Linked DNA regions of Mus musculus: region 2 is linked to region 1. The links are chromatin contacts, called in public Hi-C maps. All regions are on one chromosome and are shown on one strand. The core of a region is the stretch at or near the end of the contact, and the rest is flanking DNA. Distances in the headings are between cores, read along the strand shown.

The links. Hi-C and Micro-C count contacts between places; a contact is called where the count stands out from the background.
Region 2: a Hi-C map of myocytes shows a contact between it and region 1, with 2.3 times the contacts expected there. The contact joins the promoter of Adgrg2 here to the enhancer-like site in region 1. A contact is called at or near these places in 2 of 39 promoter capture datasets (the 3T3-L1 cell line and 3T3-L1-derived adipocytes), 1 of 484 Hi-C or Micro-C datasets (myocytes) and 1 of 115 datasets of contacts at active chromatin or transcription factors (embryonic stem cells).

Annotation. Positions count from the first base shown.
Region 1 is chrX:160,232,641-160,238,304 of GRCm38.p6, forward strand. No RefSeq gene overlaps it. Among named protein-coding and RNA genes, the nearest start is that of Pdha1, 97 kb to the left of the region's middle. Within about 2 kb of position 2,656, at least 2 of the 459 cell types and tissues checked have an H3K27ac peak or open chromatin away from gene starts, as enhancers often do. A contact at or near this core is called in myocytes, where this site is marked.
Region 2 is chrX:160,388,120-160,393,783 of GRCm38.p6, forward strand. Adgrg2 (adhesion G protein-coupled receptor G2) reads left to right here and starts at 2,571. Exons shown (of 28, transcript NM_178712.4): 1 at 2,571-2,630.

The DNA of each region.
Region 1 (5,664 bases), core at 1,406-3,905:
GGCAGGACAGAGTATACTGGCATGAGATAGTGTCATGCTGTTCAGACTGGCAATTTAAATTGTCTCTCTCTAGCCCTGCTCCCTTCTCAATTTTACCATTAACATTTCTGGATTGAAATTGACCAAATTTCATAAAGGCTTAGTCATAGACATGTGTGAAATTTTGCTGAAAATGCACAAATAGGTTCCCATGCACCCACCAGCAGCTATGAGAATTCTAGTTTTGTTCTAGCCCTTCAGCACCTAACACGGTCAGCTATTTTTATTTTATCTACACTAGTGGGGTTCTAGCAGGTTTTCTTTCTTTAGTTTTTATTTTTCTGCTGTTTTTTTTGTTTTGTTTTGTTTTGTTTTGTTTTGTTTTGGTGACACAGGGAATGTACTCACTCTACCAACTGAGCTATGGCCCTCCTGACAGGTTTTAACACAAAGGATATCTAAATCTATGTTCAGAGACTTATGCAAACATATCTTGTTTTCCATCAGGTACTCAAGTTTGTCTAATAGAAGGAAGCCCCATTGTTTAAGAAAGGCCTTTGATGAACTTCTCTGCTCCAACAGAGAGGCCTTGAACCAATAGTCACAGCATCAGTATGGTAAACTACCCTGTTTTACAATTTACCAATTGCAAGCATCTCGGAATACAGAGGTTGTTTCTTGCAGAAGCCCCTTTCTGCAATGAAAATATCAACATGTATGATGAGCTCCAAAAGCAGTATGTCTTGATGGTAGTGATGATAGTATGAGAACTCCCAGAGACAAGCACCATCACTGTCTCTGTTATACTGGGGAATATCTCTCTGCATCTTTTTTCTCTTCTATATACTCGTAAAGGTATGTAGGTACGGAAATTATACTTCTTGTGCATGCAAATTTTTAGCTGAATACTGTATGTCAATGAATTTCTTTAAACATTGGTATGGCTAGTTATATCACATAGTGCAAATACATTACAATGTCACCAATGCTTTATTTTTGGGTGGGCTGCTCAACTTTTTAAAAATAGGGTAAACAATGCTGTGATGACCTTCTTTGTACAAAAGTATAATTTTTCTTATATCTTGCTAGTGGGTCAAGAAATAGCATTTCTAGATTAAAGGTGATGCCTCTCTTTAAAGGTCTTAATACACTATTATCAGGTTGTGGAAAAGCTATCACATTTCCACACAGAAATGACTGGAGCTCATTTTGTATTTTGTTTCTAATGGGTATGATCATTTAAAAGCATGTTTGTGTGTTTTGTTTTTATTTGTTTGTTTGTTTTTAGTTTCATATTTCTAAACCAGCTGAAAGAAACACAAATCACGCATTGTCATGAAAAACTTGTGATAAATATGAAAATGGTCCAAATTCTTCAATACTCGTAGCGTTGAAATTCTTCTATGCCTATTTCTCATTTATCCAGGGCTTCAGTGGGGTTTCTGTTTATATTCAGTATACTTCTTAGGCATACATTTGAGAATATATTTTAATAATCAACTTTGATAAAGAAGTCATCCACCCCACTAATGCAGACTGAAACAGACTGGAGAAATACTCAAAACCTAGTCTGTGACTTTTCCTAATTTTATTATCCTCAAAACTAGCTTGTCCAAAATATAACCAGTCAGCAGCCTATCTCTCTATTCACTGGCGTGCCGGTGGCAGCCTCCAAAGACCTTTCACTTACTGAAAAGGAAACGTGGTCATCTTGCCTTTGGTTAGTCTGGCAGAGGAATCTTGGCCTGTAGGCGCAGGAAATATTCACAATGTGGAAAGGACTGAAGGAAGAAAGGGAAAGAAGTTACTGTTGATCATGAGGCTCATGAGTCAAGTCCAGTTTAAGGATTTTCTCTAAAGTGGGGAATTAAAGCACACAGACAGAGACACAGACACACACACACACACACACACACACACACACACACACCACGGAAACCCTAGGGATGAGGGGGGGAGAAAGTTAATAGTCATCAGAATAATTTTCTTCGAAGTAAATAATTCCTTTCCATCCGAGCTGCCATGAAAACAAAGATGTGAAGGTGGAATGTTATTTTCACCCCAGCTGCTCCTTTGGGTACATGTGCATCTGTGTGGGCTTGGAGGGGTTCAGAGTCGGCCATTCAAGCAGACCACAGAAGAATGACTCAGATGTGATATGTCATTATTTCTCTTGAGATTCTAGAAGTTTTCTATGAAGGGACTATTTGTTTTCATTTAATGCTCTGCATGAGTGTGTCTGGTTGAGTAGTGAAATGAGATTTCAGACGCCTCTCTCTAGTTTCCTATGGACTTTCTCTGCTGGCCTTGGGGAAACCAATGTTGGTCATTTTTTTTCAAAGTTCTTTTAAAATAGTAAAACAAAAATAATTAAGAGATGCCAAGTAGATATTCAAGAATCCTGGATGAAGGATTTGTATGATGCAGTAGATAGTTAAAAATTGGTTTATTGAAAACATCTGATAATTGAGTCTTAAAAATGGGAAAAAGAATTCTGCTTTTTATATTTGAGCAAGCTTTGCTCCATACCCTGGCAAGAGCAATTTAATACCATTTCTTAAGACTGTAAAAGCCACTGCATTTATTGAATCGCTCTCTGACATCTATTTTTAACATATGACAAGTGCTGTTCTTGGCCAACCCTTAGCAGCGTCCCCAGTGAATGGTCTGCTGGAGTAATTTGAGAGTAAATACCTTGAGGTGTTATCATTCCCAGAAGGTTTTCACGAACTAGGTCCTTATATATAGTGCAATTTTAAGGCCATCTGAAAGCTGCTTTTGACTTCATAATTAGGACCAAATTATGAAGTTACAGTGGGTATAGAACCAAAAATTGCCTTGCAGGGAAATTAGGCTATAATATACTTCATATGGCTATTGTGCTCAAATGGCAAGACTAAACTGGCAAAATCCTATGGCTCTACAAAAACAGCTTTGATAGTGGGCTAGGCACTGGGGTTTCTGCTTCCCATTTGTTATCTCATTAATACATACCCTACACATAAATGTCATCTCACTTAATACATACCATATATGTAAATGTTATATCATTTAATACACATCACATAGCTGTGATCATACCTATTTTATACAAGAAGTAGCTGATCCCTCAAAGAAATTAACAGATTCCAAGCCCATAAGCACTGGCGCAGAACCTGAATTGCTGGACTCCAGAGCTTGTGTTGTCATCTGTGCCTCTTTCCCACAGTACCACCATGATTTACATGGCGACACAGTGCTCTAAATCACCAAGAGCTTCTTATGCTGATTTTAAAACTGGGAGTAAAACCAGGAGGTAGTGGTGCAGGTCTTTAATACCAGAACTCTGGAGGCAGAGGCAGGAGGATCTCTGTGTGTTCCAGGCCAGCCTGATCTACAGAGCAAATTCCGGGACAGCCAGGGCTACACAAAGAAACACTGCCTCAGAAAACAAAACAAACAAAACTGCAACTGAACAAACAAACCAAAAACCAAACTGGGAGTGGAGGTAGGGCTGTAACTCATTTGGCAGACATCTTGCCTAGCATGCACGAGGCTCCTGGGTTTGATTCTTAGCACTGCTCATCTGAAACAGCAGTACTCCAAGGGAGAGATTAAAAAAATAAATAAAAGCAAAATCTAGAGTAGTGTTCTCTCGCTGATGATGTAATCTTGTCCTTGCCTAGAGGAATCAAAACCTAATCAGAATGCGGTATTGTGGGTGCTTTATTTGTGTTGTCTTAAGCCATTATGCTTATGACAGTTTGTTAAAAAAGTGATAGGAAACGAATACAGTTCCTTTACTGATAAAGCTTATTATTAAAGCTCAGTGACAACTGCCTGCAAATCTAAACTGATACCTGTTTTTGTTAATAAAGTTTTATTGGAACACAGGCAAGCCCTTTCTTTCATCTCTTGTTTAACAGCTACAGTGGCAGGTGTAGCTGGAAACACTGAATCTGTTAAGCCTGGAATATTCACTGGCTCTTAATGGAAAGTTTGCTAACTCCTACGATCGATTATAATTATAAATACAATTCTGTGACTATGGAAGCAAGTTAAAAGTAAAACTATACAGATTTTTTTTGAGAAAAATAATTTGTTGTTGTTAAATTTTATGAGTCTAAACTTTCTCTGAGTGGAAAGTATAGAAAACTGGTATCCAGAAGGCCCTGACCAATTTGATGCTCATCATTATCCCAGGCTAGAAAAAGTTGCCTGAGTGTCAAGTTAAAGAATAAAAAGCAATATTATACAGGGCATTTATGTTCTTACAGTACACAAGACTTTAATTTTACTTCTAATCCCCCCTCAAAAAATAATTTCCAGCTTTTACTTAAAAAGTCTGTTTTTCTGTTCGTTTCATAAGCTCTCCCTCTTGTTCTCAGCTGGGGAACTCCTGGGATTGGCAGAGTGTCTAGTCCAAAAGGAAGGAGGGCCAGCACACTGCTCTGGCCTTGTCTGCCAGCCATCTACTCCCAATTAACCTCAGCTGGGCCACTTCCTTATTTGGGTCACCTCCCTTCTTTTCTACTTTAAAAAGTTTCCTCTTTCTTATTTAATGTTTTTCATCCAATATATTTTGATCACATTCTTCCCCTCTTTCCTTCTGAAATGGGTGATCAAGATAGGCACTGCTGGAGGACTGTCTTTCATGTACTTGAACTTAGTGAGAGAGTGGTATTTCCAATCATATTGGCCGTGGCTTCTTTTGACTGGAAACTAGTATTGTAGAATGATTTTTTTTTTGAAAAGTCTTCTATTTTTGCTTATACCCTGTTTAGTGTCTTTGACCATGGGGCCCAATTTTTATTTTGAGTGTTAAAAAAATCCATTTTCTTAAAATGTTCAGACAGAAAGGTTTAATGAAGCTCCTTTGATCCTTCATTTAATTCAACAAGAAACAAGTCATGGTTAGTCTTGTTTCATCCTCTAAACTTACCCATTTCCTCCTCTAATTTTTTAAACAAATTTTATTCTTTTGCACGTTTGGATATTTTGCCTTCATGTATTTCTATGCACCATGTGCGTGCAATGCCCATGGAGGCCAGAAGAAGATGTCAGGTTCCCTGGACTTGGAGTTACACATGGTTATCAGCCTCCATGAGGTTGCTGGAAATCTAACCCTCGTCCTCTGGAAGAGCAGCTAGTGCTCTTACCACTGAGCCATCTCTTCAGTCCCTTGACTAAGTTTTTTGAAGCAAGTTCCAACCATAATGTCATGTTATCTGTAAGTATTCTACCGTATAAGTCAAATAGATAGATTTCCAACATAATGTCATGTCATCTGTAAGTATTCTACTGTGTAAGTCAAATAGATAGGTTTATTTATCTTATCAAACTATATAGGCTAATGGGATGGTGAAATGGGTCAGTGGGGAAGGGTGCTTGCTGCCAAGAATGGCAATTTAAGTTTGATCTCAGGGACCCACATACTGGAGGGACAAAACCAATTTCCGTAAATTGTTCTCTGACATGCACATATTCATGAAATACTGTTCTTCACACACATACACAATAAATAAATCTAATCAAAATTTAAAATGTTAAAAAATGTATATAGGCTAGGGGTTAAATTTAGTGGTAGAATGCATGCTTAGCATGTTCAAGGCTTCGGATAAAATAAATAAATACTGCTGAAAAATATGTAACTTACAAGGCATGATAGTACACACCTTTAATCTTTGCACTTGGGAGGCAGAGACA
Region 2 (5,664 bases), core at 1,321-3,820, 160 kb after region 1:
ACCGGGGTAGGAGGCAGGTAGTCAGAACTGCTTCCTGAGAAGGGCATAGCTCTTTGCCTCTGGCTGGAGGGGTCAGGCCCTAGCCACTTTCCTTTTCCTTAGGTGTTGTCATAGTTATGTTGCTCTATGAGTCAAGAAGAGAATGCAAGAGGCTGGAAGTGGATCAAAATATGAATTTTTAATTTTAGGGTAAGTACTGAGTCATGTTTGTTTTTGAGGCATATTTCCTTAAAGTTAAGTGTGTGTGTGTGTGTGTGTGTGTGTGTGTGTGTGTATGTGTGTGTGTGTTATAGCTAGTTGTTTAAAGGGAAAGCATGCTTATTCTGGTATCTTTCTTTTAACAATGTAAGCGATTTTGAATATAAAAACCCATATTTTATCTTTTTTTTTAAAAAAAGCGGAAGTGTAACCCGTATCTAGTAAGTGTTCATATCATAGGTGAGCAGTTCAATGAGTTTCATAAATGGAACAAGCAAATCAGTGTGAACAGTACCCAGGTCAAGATCAATAAATCCCTGTAGACAGCCAATTCTTTTTCTTGTCTGCTGAAAACTCCCCTCTAGCTCACTAGTGACCACTATCTTGACTCCTGACAGCACATATCAGTGGTGAGCAGAACCAAAATATATGGCTGTTTGACTTCCTTCACTTCCGTTCTTTATGAGTTCCACCCATGCCTTGCACAGCAGTGGTCCATACATTCTCATTGGCAGCCTGGTATCCTAGTTTGTGGTGATACCACCACCAGCACCACCACCAGCAACACCAGCACTACCACCACCACCACCACCACCACCACCACCACCACCACCACCACATTTCATTGAATTTTCAGTGGTAGGGATTGAATCTAGGCCCTCACACATACTATGCAAGTGCTAATATTAATACCACTAGGTGACATCTTCAGACTTCTTTTTACTTTTTCTTTGGAGGGGGCTCTCACTAAGTTGCCCAGACTGTCCTTGAACTCACTATGTAGCCCATACTGGCCTTGCCTTGAATTCACTATCCCTTGCCCTAGTTTCCAGGATATCTGGGGTTATACTACCAGGCTGACCCTCAGTTTGTTCTATGGCCAATGGGCATTTGGGCATGTTCTAAGTAACACAAATACTGTGCTGTGATATCCTTACTCATCTCTCTTGGTAAACATACAACTCATTTCTGTTGAGGCTGAATCTAAGGGGGAATTGCTTGTCATACAATAGTGGTACTCACTTTAGTACATCCTGACAGAGCTCTAAAGCGCTAAAAGCAATTTACATCCAACTAGCTTTGTATAAGAATTCTTGTGGCTCTATATGCTATGGAGTCTGTTTTATAATAAGACAAACACAACCATTTTAACCCTTTGGAATGACATGCAGTCTGTTTCTTAAATATACTCCCCACTTCCAGCCACAACTTCTGGCTTGTTATGTAACCTGGATGTGCTTCCTCTTCTCCACCAACTCTCCCTTAATCCATCCAGGCAAAAGTCTGTCTGAAAACACTGCCCATTCATTTCTCCAGCTAGACTGTTGTGAGTGTTAATAACTTGGTGTTTGTAAAACAAATACAACCCATCCTGCCAGGCAGAATGTATACCCTGAGCTTTGTTCAATGGGGCTGATGTAGCAGACTCAGTCACCCTACTCTTCAGATTTGCCCTTTATAAATAGCAGATCCCCAGGATTGTGAATTCAAATCAAAATCCAATTTTGGTCATAAAGAAAAAAAATGCTCTATTTCCCTGCACGTTATAAGAAATCAGAATTGTGCTTTCATATTGTAAAGCACTTTGCAACTATAGGCATTTCTTGACTGGAAAGAACCAGGAAGGAAATTCGGACAGCTTATATTTTCTCCTGGTCTCTACCTGAGAGTCAATACTGTGGAAACCTTATTCCAGAATTCTGTCTGTTAAATGGGCCTTTGAAAAGTTGTTTAAGTGATCTGAGTTTTACAGACCTAGCTTATAGTCTATGAAAGTGGAGATGCTGACCATGGGAATAGGAAGCCAAAGCAAGGTCTTATAGTGCCACACCGCCCCCAGTGTTCCCCCACCCCCACCCCCAAGCAGGCAGAGGAACGATGAGGACCCCTAGTTTTTTACTACCTAGTGAATTATATAGTTTCTTTCAGAAACCACTCAGCATGGTTCTTTACCAGGTATTTTACTCTGGTCCTCTGGGGGGAGGTCTGGTTTCTGCTTTCAGAAATATTCTGGCAAAGGGCGAGGGTTTTCACCTATCAGGAGCATGCGATGCTCAAAGTAGCCTGGGCCAGGCCTTTGGGGGATCAAGGCGACCCCTAAAGGTGAGCCACTGGGTGGAGGCTGGGTGGGGAATCGCGCCCTGCTAGCCGCCCAGCATCCTAGGGGTTCCCCACTGTCTAGGCTGAAGCTCTCCACGAGGCTGCTTCCCGGTGTCAGCGCCCCGCCCGCTCCCCACCTCCACGCCCAGCCCCGCCACACTGAGCGCTCGCCCCGCCACGCCGGGCAGCTGCAGAGCAGGCGGGCAAGTGGTCCGGGAGCGGCGGGGGCGGCGCCCAGCCCGCGGGAGGGAGGAGGAGGGACGCGGCCCGACAGAAAGGGGAAAAGGAGGGCCCGAGGACGCCAGCAGCCAACCGGTCACCGGGACCCGCAGGTGAGTGTGGCGCCGAGAAAGGGTATCTGAAACCCTAGGGGTCTTAAGACCTAAGCCGCTGAGCCAAGGACAGGCGACGGGCCCGGCGGGCTCGATGGCTGGGAGGGTGACTGGTGTGGCTCCCTGGGTTGGCGGTTCTGAGCTGGAGCTCTTGGGCCGTCTGGAAAGGCAGAGGCAAAGCTTGGAGCCCGGCGGATCCCGGGCTCCGTAAGTGGGAAAGTGCGTGCGGTGGGAAAGTAACCAAGTTATCCGTGAAAGGCAACCTGTAAATGGCAAAGTTCTAAATGATCTCAGACCCTCCTCCCCGTTCTGGGCAAAGGAACCAAGAGCTTTACTCTGGAGGGCGGTTTGCTAATGCGCGACTCCCTAGGACTCGGTTTACCTCCTGTGGCCAGTAAAATTGAAAGGTGTAGATGTGCCTTTGACCCACATGGGTCGAATGGGCACAGCACCCACATGCAGGGCCCAGAACAGGTGGCCCCCAGCGCAAGGAGGCATCCCAGACTGGCATCCCAGAACCAAGGAATGATAATCCTCTGAAAGGGGCAATCGGTCTTGAGATGTACGGTCTCCACCTGAGCTTGGGTTTCAAAATTCCGGAGCCCTGTACAAAGTGAGTGGAAGAAAGAGCTGACTCGCCTCATATGAGACACAGGAAGCATGACACTGAAGTCTCCCATGGTTGCTTCTACAAGAACACTTCTAGTCTGGCCTGGCACAGATGTATGAATCCCTTGGGGAGCTTGTTAAAATGAGGCTCTGATTCAGTAGGTCTGGGGTGGGACCCAAGAGTCTGCATTTCTGTCCAAGCTTTCAGATGGTACTGCTGCCTCATGGACCACACTGCTCCGCTCTACAGAACTGCTTCTTGTCCAACCGGCTGAAAAGCTTAAGAAAAAATGGAAGGTCAGGAGACAAGACGAAACTCTGAAGACTTCCCAACCTCATCTCTAACCCAGACACACAACACTCACGCTGAAACAGATTAACCAGTTGCTACTTGTTTAATAGTGAAATATTTTTGCTTTTCTTATCAACTTTCCAAACACAAAAGGCTCTGATAACAAAGCCAGCTGCCTTCACCGGCTTGCTACCTGCATGCACTTGGTGTAATGCTGTGATAACTCTTCCTATTTTTTTAAAGAAAAGGATCTGGTTTTGTTTTGTTCTGGGCTCCACAAATTATCTAGTCGATCCTGTCTTGTATCAGAACTGTGTCTGATCTGCTTAGGCTTCGGCTTGGTGAGGATGGTGGATAAAGGATTAGGATAGCTTCTACAGTTTTTCTCATAATTCTGAAGTTCTTGGCTATCTTAAGCTTATGGAACCCTAGTCATGCATGGTATGACAGAATTTGTTGCTTTTGCTATTAATATTAATGATTAATGCTGCATTAAGAGCATCATTATTCTTGCTTTCGGCAAGATGGCCATTTTGACTATATTAACCGTGCCAATCCGTGAGCATGGGAATCTTTCTATCTTCTGAGATCTTCTTCAATTTCTTTCTTCAGGGACTTGAAGTTCTTGAGCATCATTATTTTAAAAGAAGCTTAATTATGACTGAGCATGGTGGTGCCCATCTATTACCCCAGCTCTGGGAAAGTTGAGGCCGGAGGATCAGGATTTTAAGGTCTTCTTTGGCTATGTAGTGTATATAAGGCCAGCTTTGGTTACATGAGACCCTATCTCAAAAGCGACAATAACAACAACAACAACAAAACATTTTAAAAGAGTTTGTTAATACATGATACATTTAAGTTTGGTGTCAAAAGAATCCGTAAGCCAACTGAAAAGGTGTGTACTATTTCCAAATTACTTGCAGGGTCTTTAGTGGCTTATAAGATTTTGCTTAGGTGAGATCTAGAATGACCTGGACTTTACTCTCTTTGGCTGCTCGTATGGGTCAAATGCAAAGCTGGAGGATAAAAAGCAGCCAAATTTTGTAGCTATTCAGGGATATTGTTTTCCATGCCTCAGCACCATGCCAGCCCTGATCAGATTCCCACATCCCTGCAAGGTGACTTTCATTAAATGGGAGATAAAGCATGTCTAGCTACTGTAACGCACTGATGAAATGCAGGGTCAGCATCAGTGTTGTGTGTGGGAATCATTCTTGCTCTAACCTTTGCAGATTACAGGTGTGTGCATTTTTCTACAGAAAAAAAATGTCAGAAATACAGAAAAGGGGAAAAATGCCACTCTAATCATGGATATGGGTCTGCTCAGCAAAGAGAGAAAAAGACTGAGAAATGGAATTTCATTGGTGGGTTTGGCCAGGAAATCCACTGTTTTTGGTACCATGAGGCAGTTTCCAGAAATGGCAAAGTAAGTTTGCTCAGGTGTTATGGAAAGCCAGCAAAAGAAGTTGATTTTCCATGGCTGAGGCTGTCATTCTAGGGACTCCAAGGGATGAGGGATGTCACGACATGTGTCTGACTCCAGTAAAAGCCTGGGAAAGGCGCCTATATCAAGAGCAAGTGTTCTTTTAAAATGTTTATGGTTTCAAAACCACATAGATGTTTTATCTTTGCGGAACTTACTCCAGGGGCCTGGTGGGAGGTGGTGGAGATGAAACATTTTGGGAAAATAATCAGAAAATAAAGCCTCTAAAATATTCTGGTGAACACTTCTATTTTATAAATCCATTTCATTCTTGAGTCTATTTTGTGTTTTTTTAATTGAAGCATAATTTATTTACAAAATCACCCTTTTTAAATGTGATATTTAAAAAAAAAGATTTATTTTCTTATCATACGTAAGTACACTGTAGCTGACTTCAGACGGACCAGAAGAGAACATCAGATCTCATTAAGGGTGGTTGTGAGCCACCATGTGGTTGCTGGAATTTGAACTCAGAACCTTCGGAAGAGCAGTCAGTGCTCTTACCGGCTGAGCCATCTCTATAGCCCCTAATGTAACTACCACCATATCAAAATATAGAACTTCACCACCTCTAAAACTTCTCTATTGATTCTGTGTATTCAACATCTCCCTCCACTCTCAGTCTCTATAATTTTGTGTTTTCCAGTCTG